Linked DNA regions of Mus musculus: region 1 is linked to region 2. The links are chromatin contacts, called in public Hi-C maps. All regions are on one chromosome and are shown on one strand. The core of a region is the stretch at or near the end of the contact, and the rest is flanking DNA. Distances in the headings are between cores, read along the strand shown.

The links. Hi-C and Micro-C count contacts between places; a contact is called where the count stands out from the background.
Region 1: a contact with region 2 is called in a Hi-C map of rod photoreceptor, with 5 times the contacts expected there. The contact joins the enhancer-like site here to the promoter of Arhgap27 in region 2. A contact is called at or near these places in 7 of 39 promoter capture datasets (the 3T3-L1 cell line, cranial neural crest, hippocampal neurons and 3 more), 3 of 484 Hi-C or Micro-C datasets (embryonic stem cells and rod photoreceptor) and 3 of 115 datasets of contacts at active chromatin or transcription factors (embryonic forebrain, embryonic stem cells and stem cell-derived neural progenitor cells).

Annotation. Positions count from the first base shown.
Region 1 is chr11:103,944,583-103,949,558 of GRCm38.p6, forward strand. The region is part of intron 1 of Nsf (N-ethylmaleimide sensitive fusion protein); the gene reads right to left. Among named protein-coding and RNA genes, the nearest start is that of Nsf, 7.0 kb to the right of the region's middle. Within about 2 kb of position 1,884, at least 3 of the 459 cell types and tissues checked have an H3K27ac peak or open chromatin away from gene starts, as enhancers often do. A contact at or near this core is called in rod photoreceptor, where this site is marked.
Region 2 is chr11:103,360,578-103,365,859 of GRCm38.p6, forward strand. It overlaps Arhgap27 (Rho GTPase activating protein 27), which reads right to left and starts at 3,115. Exons shown (of 18, transcript NM_001205236.1): 1 at 2,692-3,115; 2 at 1,630-1,757; 3 at 1-341. The coding sequence starts at 323. It overlaps Plekhm1 (pleckstrin homology domain containing, family M (with RUN domain) member 1), which reads right to left. Exons shown (of 12, transcript NM_183034.2): 12 at 3,698-5,282.

The sequences.
Region 1 (4,976 bases), core at 634-3,133, 580 kb after region 2:
GGTTACTCTGGATATCTATCTATATCTATCTATCTATCTATCTATCTATCTATATATATATATATATATATAGAGAGAGAGAGAGAGATCTATATATATAGATAGACATACATATATACATATATATATATATAAAACCTAAAGCTATCCAAGAAGCTCTCACTCCTTTCTGAGGAGAGCATCATAAAGTGTTTTGAGTCTACGCCAACCCTCACCCCATTCACTCAGGTGCAGCGGCCATCGTATGCTTAGTTCTAGCCGCTAAACGTCCACACGACCCCGCTGACTTCTTTTGATTACTAGCACTGCCATTGCTCTTGTTTTGAAACAGTCTCTTGCTATGTAGCCCAGCCTGGTCTCAGAGTCACAGCAATCCTCTGCCCCCGCAGCTAGGACTGGAGCCACCACACCTGGCTTCTTTAGACTTTCGGAACGGGCAGAACGATAGGTTCTTTGGCGGTCTCTCTTCAGATGATGGCTTCCTCACAGTTCCTCTCCAGGGGCCTGACTAGCCTGAGCGCCCTTCTCTGCCTTCTGTGTTCTCAGGACCTTTCCATTGCTTTCCACAACCTTGGAATCCCAAATAAATTTTTTTTCAAATATTTTATTTTTTCTGGCCACAAGTAGTTAGTCAATACAAAGTAAACTCAATTGTATTTTCATTGACTTTTTTGTCTAATTTTGGTTTTGTTTTTTTTTTTTTTTGTTTTTTTTTTTTGGTGTTTGGTTTTTGCTAGTATATTTTGACTTCTGGGGGGCAGTTATGGGGGTTTTTGTTTTGTTTTGGGTTTTTCAGTATGTTCCTTGGTTTTGTTTTCTAAGGAGAGTGTAGAATTTGATGTGTGGAGAAGTGGAGAGGATCTGGGAAGAGTTGACAGAGGAGGAAAGTGTGATTAGAATATATTGTATAAAAATTTGGGAGACAGGCAGGCAGATCTCTGTGTTTGAGACCAACCACTCTGTAGATATTACAGAGTGAGTTCCAGGACAATCAGCTAATTTCAGTATCTGAAGCCTTTGAAAATCCCATCTCCTTTTTTGTTTGTTTGTTTGTTTGTCTGTGATAGTGGTGGTTTGGGGTTTTTTGTTTTTGTTTTTTTTGGGGGGGTGTTTTTTTTTTGTTGTTGTTGTTTTGTTTTGTTTGCTATTTTGAGACAGGGTCTCACAATGTAACCTTGGCTGGTTTGGAACTCACTATGTAGACCAGGCCAGGCTTGGACTCAAGCATTCTCAAGAGTTGAAGCCTGCCTCTCCCTATCTATTTACTATGTGCACCTCATCTTGAGGAGGTCAGAGGACAGTCACGTAGGACTCGGTTCAGTTCTCTCCTTCTACCGTCTAGGTCCTAGGGATCAAACTCCGGAGCCATCAGGCTTGGCAGCCAGCGCCTTAACCCATGGAGCCATGGCATCAGCTCTCCAACCCATCTCTTTACTGCTTCTGCTGACTTCTCATTTGTGGAGTTTTGACTGTGTCATTTGTGACTCTGTGAGTGTGTGTGTGTGTGTGTGTGTGTGTGTGTGTGTGTTTATGTTTCAAGTTCCTTTTTAGGAACTTTCTGAGTCCTGAGGCTCTTGGAAGATGAGTTCTTCCAAGCAGCTTTCTGCTCACTGCTACTGGGCGGGGCATGGAGGTGCTGCCACTATTGGGCACACCTAACTACTAGCTTAGGAGTTTCAGACCAACCAAGTGGTATGAAATCAGAAGCCCAGACTTCAAGGTGATACAATGAGGAAAAAAAAAGTTAAGAGGATTTTGTTTTTGTTTGACCCAGCACCAAAGTGTGACAGGAAATTTTCCTTTCGTTTCCCTGGATGGAACAAGTTAATTCCTAGCTGACATTTATTATAAGGTGTATCCCCTGGAGGTACGATCTTTACTAAGAGGATTCTACCAAAACCACCAATGTTTACCTCCGGTCGCCAAGCTTCTCTGGAGGCAAAGGCACTCGGTGTCTAATCCCCACTTGCACATAGGTTCTGACCTGATTACTCCTTAAGCTCTAGCCAGTTACAGCTTGAATTCAAGTAGTTTTAAGATTTAGTCTTATTATTATTTATGTATATGTGTGTGCCACATGTGTACAGGAGTCTGCTAGGGCCAGAAGCAAGCATCAGATTCCCTGGAATGGAGTCACAGGCGCTTGTGAACTACCTGATACGGACGCTGGCCAAACTTGGGTCCTCCAACAGAACAGCAAGTGATCATAACCGCTAAGCCATTTCTCCAGCCCTGAGCACTTTACCTAGCACTTAAAACTTTTTGTGTGGGAAGATGGATGGGAGGAGCTAATTCAATATAGTGTAAGAAATAACTACAACTTCTCAGCTATCTGAAAAACTGAATGCCAGCAGAGAATTTAGAGAGGAGAAAAGACGACCTTGAAGTTTATAAATATCAAGATTGCAGATCCATTAAACAACAAAAAAAGAAAGGACCTTCAACAATTCCCAAGGGACCACCTTGGAGAAGTAAGATGCAGAGTCAACAGTTCTCCACCTTCTCAGGAAGCAGAGCTACCTGGAGCATCTGCTGAAGGGGAGGGCGGAGTCTGGGACTCGGCCTGAAGCAAGCCCGAGGAGCTCTTTCTTGGCCAGTTCTCAGGTGATGCTGACCACGCTGGTCTGCACAACACTCTGAGAATTGTTGTACTCAGGATACATAAACTGGAGAGATGGCTCAGTAGCTAAGAGCACTGGCTGCTCTTCCAGAGGTCCTGAGTTCAATTCCCACCACAGGCACAACTGTCTACAGCTCCAGTTCCAGGCGTTTTGAGGCCCCTCTTCTGGCTTCCCCAGGGATACATGTAGTGCACAGAAACATATGCAGACAAAACATATACACATAAAACAACACATTATGTTTTTTTTAAGCTACTGACACACATACAAACAAACAGGGACCATGGCAGCCTCCACAGGGCCTTCACAGATTCAAGCCAGACAGGTTCTCAGCACTGAGAGAGGGACATGGACACAGGCTCCCATCCCTAACCAAGAAGCTATTTTCAACTGACATCCACTTGCAAAAAAAACACAACAACTATATTTCCTCCAAAAAAAGTCTTAATAGATATATTAAGCACACTTATGTGTAGACCCTATGAACAACAGCAGATGGCCAACACAAAGTGAACTCAATAGTATTTTTGTAGACTCTTTGTCTCACAGGGCCTTGTTTGGGCATCATTTGTTCTACTACCCATTTGCCATATATATATATATATATATATATATTTAGTTTGTGTCTTATGAGTTTTGAGTGGGTTTTATTTATGTGTGTGTATTTCTTTTCTTTTCTTTTCTTTTCTTTTCTTTTCTTTTCTTTTCTTTTCGGTTTTTGGAGACAGGGTTTTCTCTGTGTAACCCTGGCTGTTCTGGAACTCACTCTGTATCCCAGGCTGGCCTCGAACTCAGAGATCCGCCTGCCTCTGCCTCCCAAGTGCTGGGATTAAAGGCCTGCGCCACCACTGCCCGGCGTCCTTTTTCTTTTAATTATGATTTGTTTCTTTTGTTTGCCTGTTTATTTTCTAAATAGAGAAAGAAAGAGTGTAGGGTTGGGTGGGTGGGGAAGATCTGGGGGAACTGGAAGAGGGAAAACCATGATCAAAATGTATTGAATTATTTCTCACACACACACACACACACACACAGACACACACATTAGAATACAAGCACTGTGTATATAGTAATACTCAATATACCACATCACTTAATTTAGCAAACACGAATTAAACTTATATTGTTTAATTCACTCTAAACTGATTTGAAGGCTAAATAATAATAATAAAAAAAGACTCAATTTATCTACAGGTAGAGAAAAAGAGTTATATTAGAGCCAAGTGGTTGTTTACATTAGTTCTACGTTATGAACAGTTAGGATAATACAAGAAGCAACAGTATTACTTAGGAGTATCTGACGGCTCAGTTGAGGAGATAACAGTAATTCTGAACTATACTTCAAAGGAGCTGGTTTGTTCCGCAATAGCTTACCGAGTGTAATGCATCCATTCCAGGCTCTGTTCTAAACAGGGGGAACTAAACCCGCTCTTAACACAAAATATCATCAGTATCATTCCTTAGGAGAACATGTCTTGGTAACGACAGCTAATTAAAAAAAAAAAAAAAATCCCCAAAGAAGAGGTTCTTTAGAAGATCCAGAACTTGGTGACAATGCTGACATTGGTTGTCAAGTCACATATGAGCTTATGTGTTCATAAGCTTCAACATAAGACCTCTTTACAACAAAAGCAAATCCCACCGGTGTCTCTGTAAAACATTCCATGGGTCCAGTGATCTCAAAGCCCACTATTCTTACCTGAATGGTTTTCCCATTTTCTCCCCTGTTTTGTGAGATCCACTGAGTTTGTTCTAAAGGAGCTGAGGACAGAGACACCCTGCATGGTCCCTAAAGAGCTGCTGCCATGTCATCTGCTTCCTGTGCACAGCTAAAAGTGGCGACAAACTGTATACTTTTTGCCTTAAAACTGAAAACCAACCCCCCCGCCCCCCACAAAAGATAAAATCGGTTTAAAAACGTATTTAGCTGAATTTGATTAGTCTTTGTAGCTATCTTTATAAAACATGGGCGGAAATGCAGGTCAAAGTCGATAGCAAGAGAGACAGAGTGGAACTCTCTTCAGAAGAAGAAGCATGGAGATGGCTGAAAGTGTAAAATGTGGAAAAAGAAGGAGGAGCCAGCTGGCTGGGAAAGATGGTTCCAAGGTAGAGTTCCATCCCCGAGACCCACACAGTAGAAGGAGAGTGTGGACTCCTTTGACTTTTCACCTCCACACATACAAACATGCCCTGCACATGTCCAACCACACATGTACACACAAAACCAAACGGATGCCATCTTTAAAAGGAGGAAGAAGTACACTCCGGGAGATACCTGGGAGTCATGGAAGAGTAAAGCCCAGGCTTAGAACCCCACCTCCACACAGGCCATGGGTTTTGAATCAGAGAGAGCATCGC
Region 2 (5,282 bases), core at 1,865-4,364:
GACCCATCGGCGCCCACCGGGGTGCTCACGAAGCGGTAGTCGTAGGCCAGAGGTTCCGGGACTGCGGGGCGCTGCTGCGGTACGGAAGGCTGCGGGGCCGGGGCAGGGTCGCCGAGCGCGGGCAGCTCGCGTACGTACTGCGCGGGGAGGTAGAAGGGGCGACCCCCGGGCTCCCGCCGCACGTGCCACCAGTGCTCGGTGCTGCGGCGCAGCAGTCGGTAACGCTCGTTCGGTTGGATGGCGATGCGGCGCCCGTCTTTGCCGGTGTACTCGAAGGGGTGTTCCACCAGCACGTACACGTCCCCCTCGACGTCCGCCGCCATCGCGACCACCGCGCTTTTCTGCAGGCAACAAGAAAAGGAGCCGCCAAGGTCAGGACTGCGCAGCGGGGAAGAGCATGGAGTCCGGGGCTCAAAGACAAGGGTTCGAGTCCCGCTCCTGCCCACGCCCACTGCATTCGGGCTTCAGTTTTTCCTTCTCTGAAATGGGGACGTGGATAAAATCATCTTCAAAGTTCCCATGCTTAAGATTCCATTCTGTGTCGTTGATTGTGAGATATGTGTCTCCCTGTCATCCCTTGGTGAGAACTTGAGGGTGATATAGGAATCCAACTTTACTCTGGGGGAAACCTTGGCTTAAAGATTTGCGGTGACTGCAAGATAGATAGCACATTTGCCTGAAGGTTAGGGGAACCTCATCTTCCCGGTTGGCGAATTGGGAATTAAGGCCCCTTTCCCGTCGCTCTTCTGCCCCCCGTCTCGCCACACCCTGACGCCTCCAGCCTGCAGGGAATCCGTGGAAAGCTCTTAAGTACCCCCTCCCTTTAGGAGTTTGCCCTCTAGGTGGGCGAGATTAACGACGGGGCGCAGGCTCTAGGGCAGCCCCCAAGTTGTTCTACCTTAGAAGTGTCCCTGTCTTATTTAATCCGGTGATTTTGACGTAGGGGCTTGGACAGCTAAGGTTGGAGAACCGGTTCTCTGGGTTTCTCTTCCCTTTCCCAGTGGCTTCGTCGCACACGTGAACCGTGAAGTCTGGCCCGCCCATTAGGGCCAGCACCGCCCCCTGCACGCCAGCTCTTCGGCAGCCTCTTAAGAGGCTTCCTGGTCTCTTCACCTGCCTAGGGGTCCTTCCCTACAAGGAGTGCCTGTCCGGGGGGGGGGGGGTAGCTTCTAGGGAATGCATTGCAACAGTGTCACCAGGGTCCTCTAAATCTCTTTGGAGTGATCATTATAACGCGACCCCCCCCCCCCCCACCAATGCTAGTTTTGTCTGGTGCCTGGTGTGTGTGTGTGTGTGTGCGCGCGTGAACAATCCCAACTGTGTGTCTTCAACAAAGTGAAGCAGGTGGCCTACTCCGGAAGTACTGGTCACTCCAAAACCTTACAATGACCACTCCGTTTATTGCCCTACAAGGTGGCCTGGGGACCAGCAGCGGGGTGTCCACCGTCTTGCTAAGGCTGATTTCTTTTTTCAAGAGTTCCTTGATGATGGAAGGGGTGTAAACTTAGTCACTGAGCATCCTGACCCGAGAGATGGTAAAATGGCAGACCAGAGCTGGCCGAGCAGAATCCTAGAAGTGTGTACCCTTGGGTTACGCCCCCTTTCCCAGGACCCCAACCGTGCACTCACGTTAGCTGGGAGGATCTCAGGCTGCCCATGGGCGGGGCTGACGGAGGGAAGCAGACTAGGCCTCTACCATATCTGTGGGAGGGACTTCCAAGGACCGAGACTGAAGAAACAGCGCGAAACAGGAGACACTGGGAGGAGAGGCGGAGACCGACACTTAGTAGGGCTGTTCCTAGTCCCCAATACAGCTTGTCTGAGAGGATGCGGAGAAGCCATAATGTCTGTGCTGGAGCCCTTGAGGTCTCCAGGAAAAAAAAAAAAGGCATGGGGAAGGGGCTGAGTGGAAGGGGTGCTGATGGATAGGCGAGCAGAGCCCAAGAGTCAGTAGGCCCTGCTCCCCCCCACCCCCTCAACGCTCAGAGGGGTTTGTTGTCCTAGAGGACCTGGCGTTCCGCGGGCGCGATGCTCTGGGAATGCCCGGCGGAGTTGGCTGTCTTGTCCTGGCATGCACATTCCGAGCGGGGCCTTTTGCTCCCTGAATCACGAACTGTGAGCCCTTCACAGCAAGATTAAGAGCACTACCCATTCCGGGAGCACCTCCGCCCTCTGAGGCTCTCTCTGGGAGCAGCCTGTCCGGGCCTGGAAAAACTAGAGTCCCTTTGCAGGGACGCTCACAGACAGGGGAGTGCTGTGTCTCCGGTTGTGTGACAAGAGGACCTGTGCCTCAGATCCTTCCATTATCTGGGGTGAGCGAAGAGAAGGGGAGGGATGCGAGAGCGGTGAGGAAGGCGCCCTTAGCCAGTAGGTCTCCTGTATCTTCTGCTCCCGGTCGTCCCTAGCTATAGCGTCACCAATATCTAAGTCAGCACTGGGGGACTTCGGCTGGTTCACCTCTCGCCCCCAGACAGAAGGCAGCCCTACACCTAAAGCTCCTCCCCGGGGTTTGGGCCTCCGGGCCCTCCTCCAGGTTCGCACTGCTCTAGCCCCAGTGCAGCGAGAAGGGCAGGCGGTGCGCGGGGCTCTAGGGTGGGGACGGCCACCTGGGGGCACCTTTCCCGCCCTCCCAATACTCAGCGCCATCCTCCCCAACGCCATTCCCCCCTCAGTCCAGCCCGGCCCGGGCACCTTAGAACTTTCGCCCGCTGGCCTAGCTTCCACTTGTCCCGGCAGACGCGCGTGGGGTCCGCGTCCGGAGCTGCCTGCTCCACAGCCCTGCTCCGGCGATGCCCTGTTTCCTGTTCAACAATATAACCGGCGGAGAGCGCTCGGCAGAACTTCCTCCCAAGCCGGGACTGGGCTGTGCTTGCAAGAGACAATCCCCGGTGTCCTGGCTTCCTGTCCCCTCTGGGCCGGGCCAGCGCTCTAGGAGCAGAGACGCCACCCTCCCCCCTCTTCCCCAGGATCCTGGGCCACACCTGACTGTCTCCGGGGAGGAGGCGGTGGCAGGGCCTGGATGGAGATCTGCGGGGGAGGCAGTTTCTCTCAGCTTCTGACCAGATTAGACTCCCACTGACCCTCATCCTTGTCGGAGGAAGTCACCGGCCACTCTGCAGGCGGCCGAAGTGCAGTTGCGGGATCCTCCCATTTTGGAAACTACCTGCCTCTTGGGAAAGCAGCCTTAGCACTCTGAGGTGTGCCTGTGAACACTTCTGACAAAGGCAAGACCCAGTTTTTATTTTCTCTGGCTTCCAAGAAAGAGTGGGGTTCAACTAGATGCTCCATTAGGGGCCGCTGAGCAGAGAAGGGAGCCCCCCACCCCCACTAGGCCGATGTTCCTCTAGTGTCGCAGGGCTAAGGGTTCAGCTGGACAGCCCTCCACCAATTCCTTTTTCCATATTTTGACTTGACTAGTTTTGTCCACTAACAAGTCCACACTGAGGTGGGTATCTTAGGATCCATTAGGGAAGGCACAAAATGAAGGGGTGAGCTCTTTCCCTCCACTCTACCTTTGTCCTTTCCTAGTTGCCCTAGTCACTCTGCCAGCCAGCCAGGTCCTTGTCCATACAGCAACCTGATGCCCAACTGTGCCACAAGCTAGCCTGTATAGACATGGGAGTACCCATGAGTCTCAATTTACTCCCATTACATGCTTGTGGGGACGGTTAAACGAAATAGACACTAAACACAACGATGGTGAGCGCATGTATTTTATTAACCTGTTCCTTTCATTATAGGAGGCACTTTCTGGGGATGAGAACTCCAGTTTGCCCATCCCCCTCTAGACAGGGGAAAGGGGAAACTGCCCTCAGAGGCACTGTGCTGAAGGTGGAAAGACAACCAAAGACAGCAGCAGCAGCAGCGCAAGTGCCAGGCGCCTCCCCCGGGCCTGCCACCCCCAACCTCCAAATCCAGTTCCTCTCCCTTTGCTCTGAGCCCTGAGAACCTGCCTCAAAGATGGCCAAGGAGCACCCACCCACTGGCTGAGGGCGCTCAAGGCCAGGAAACGAAGCCCTGGATGTTGTCTTTTTCTGTCCCATTTTTCTGCAACCTGGTTTCCCTAGGAATTAATCTGTTTCCTTCTTTTGTCCTAACAGGGGCAGTGGGGGGTGGGGGTGTTTGGTGGGGGTGGGGGCTTCTCCTGGAGCTCCTGGGGAAGGCTAGCAGTAGACAGGCCTCTGGAGTCTTTAATCCGTGAGTGTAGGTGCCAGGGCCCGGTTTCCTTGTTTGCCTCTCTCCATGCCCAGAGTCCTGCTTTTACAGGGTGTGTGTGTGTGTGTGTGTTTGAGAGAGAGAGAGAGAGAGAGAGAGAGAGAGAGAGAGAGAGAGAGAGAGAGAGAAAGGCACCCACCTGCGCCCGCAGCCTACATTCCCTCACTTACCTCTTCTCCCTCGCTGCTTGGTCAGGCAAGTGTGCTCCATGGACCCTGAAATGCTCAGTGCATAGGACTAAGGGGAGCCAGGTAGTGTTTCCCCAGAGCCAAATGATTGAGATTCAGAAACAAGACTGCTTAGAAAGGCCAGCTCTTTACTGCAAAATCACTCAAATACCACACAGCAGCAGTTTCTCCTCTGCACTGCCAAGGCTCACTTGTCAGAATATTGCATAAAATAGCATTTTTTCCAATAGTGTGGGCACTGCTGAGGTTCACGTGAGCACTCTTCTGGTGGGGGCAAGTCTCTCACTTGAGCAGTCAGTCAGTCGCTTAGTCAAGGACAGGGCCAGCTCTTATGCTCGCAGCCCAGACACTGGGAGGGCTCCATCTCCTAGACAGGTTCTGGAATACCCTCATGTGACAGGCCCACAGGGGACAGACTCTTGCCCATTCAGGATCCCAAAACAAGGAAAGGAGGCTCTGATCAGGTTGTAGTTTGGGGGACGTGTTAATGCTAGCTCGGGGGTGCAGATAGAGATACACTGGGTGGTTCTGGGGGCTTTGGTGTTTCAACCACTGGTGAGCGCTGTCTTCCATGACGGACAGATGAACTCTTGGCAGCCTCTGCCATCTGCCTTCCTACTCCTATGTTTTATTGCACAATTCAAGCTTCAGGTGACTCAGCTCATTCACCTCAGGGAGGGTGGGGTAACCTCCTCTAGACAGGACAGGCACATTTCCAGGGAGACCCTCCATTCCACCTGAGGCCCCTGGCTCTAAGTGCTCTGGGGTAGCCAGAGGGTTCAGGGGTTCAGGAGAGGAGAGCAGAGCAGAGCGCATCCCCACGCCCCTACATGCCTCAGGGCTGTGACCATCAACTTGAAAACAATTCCAGGATGTGGC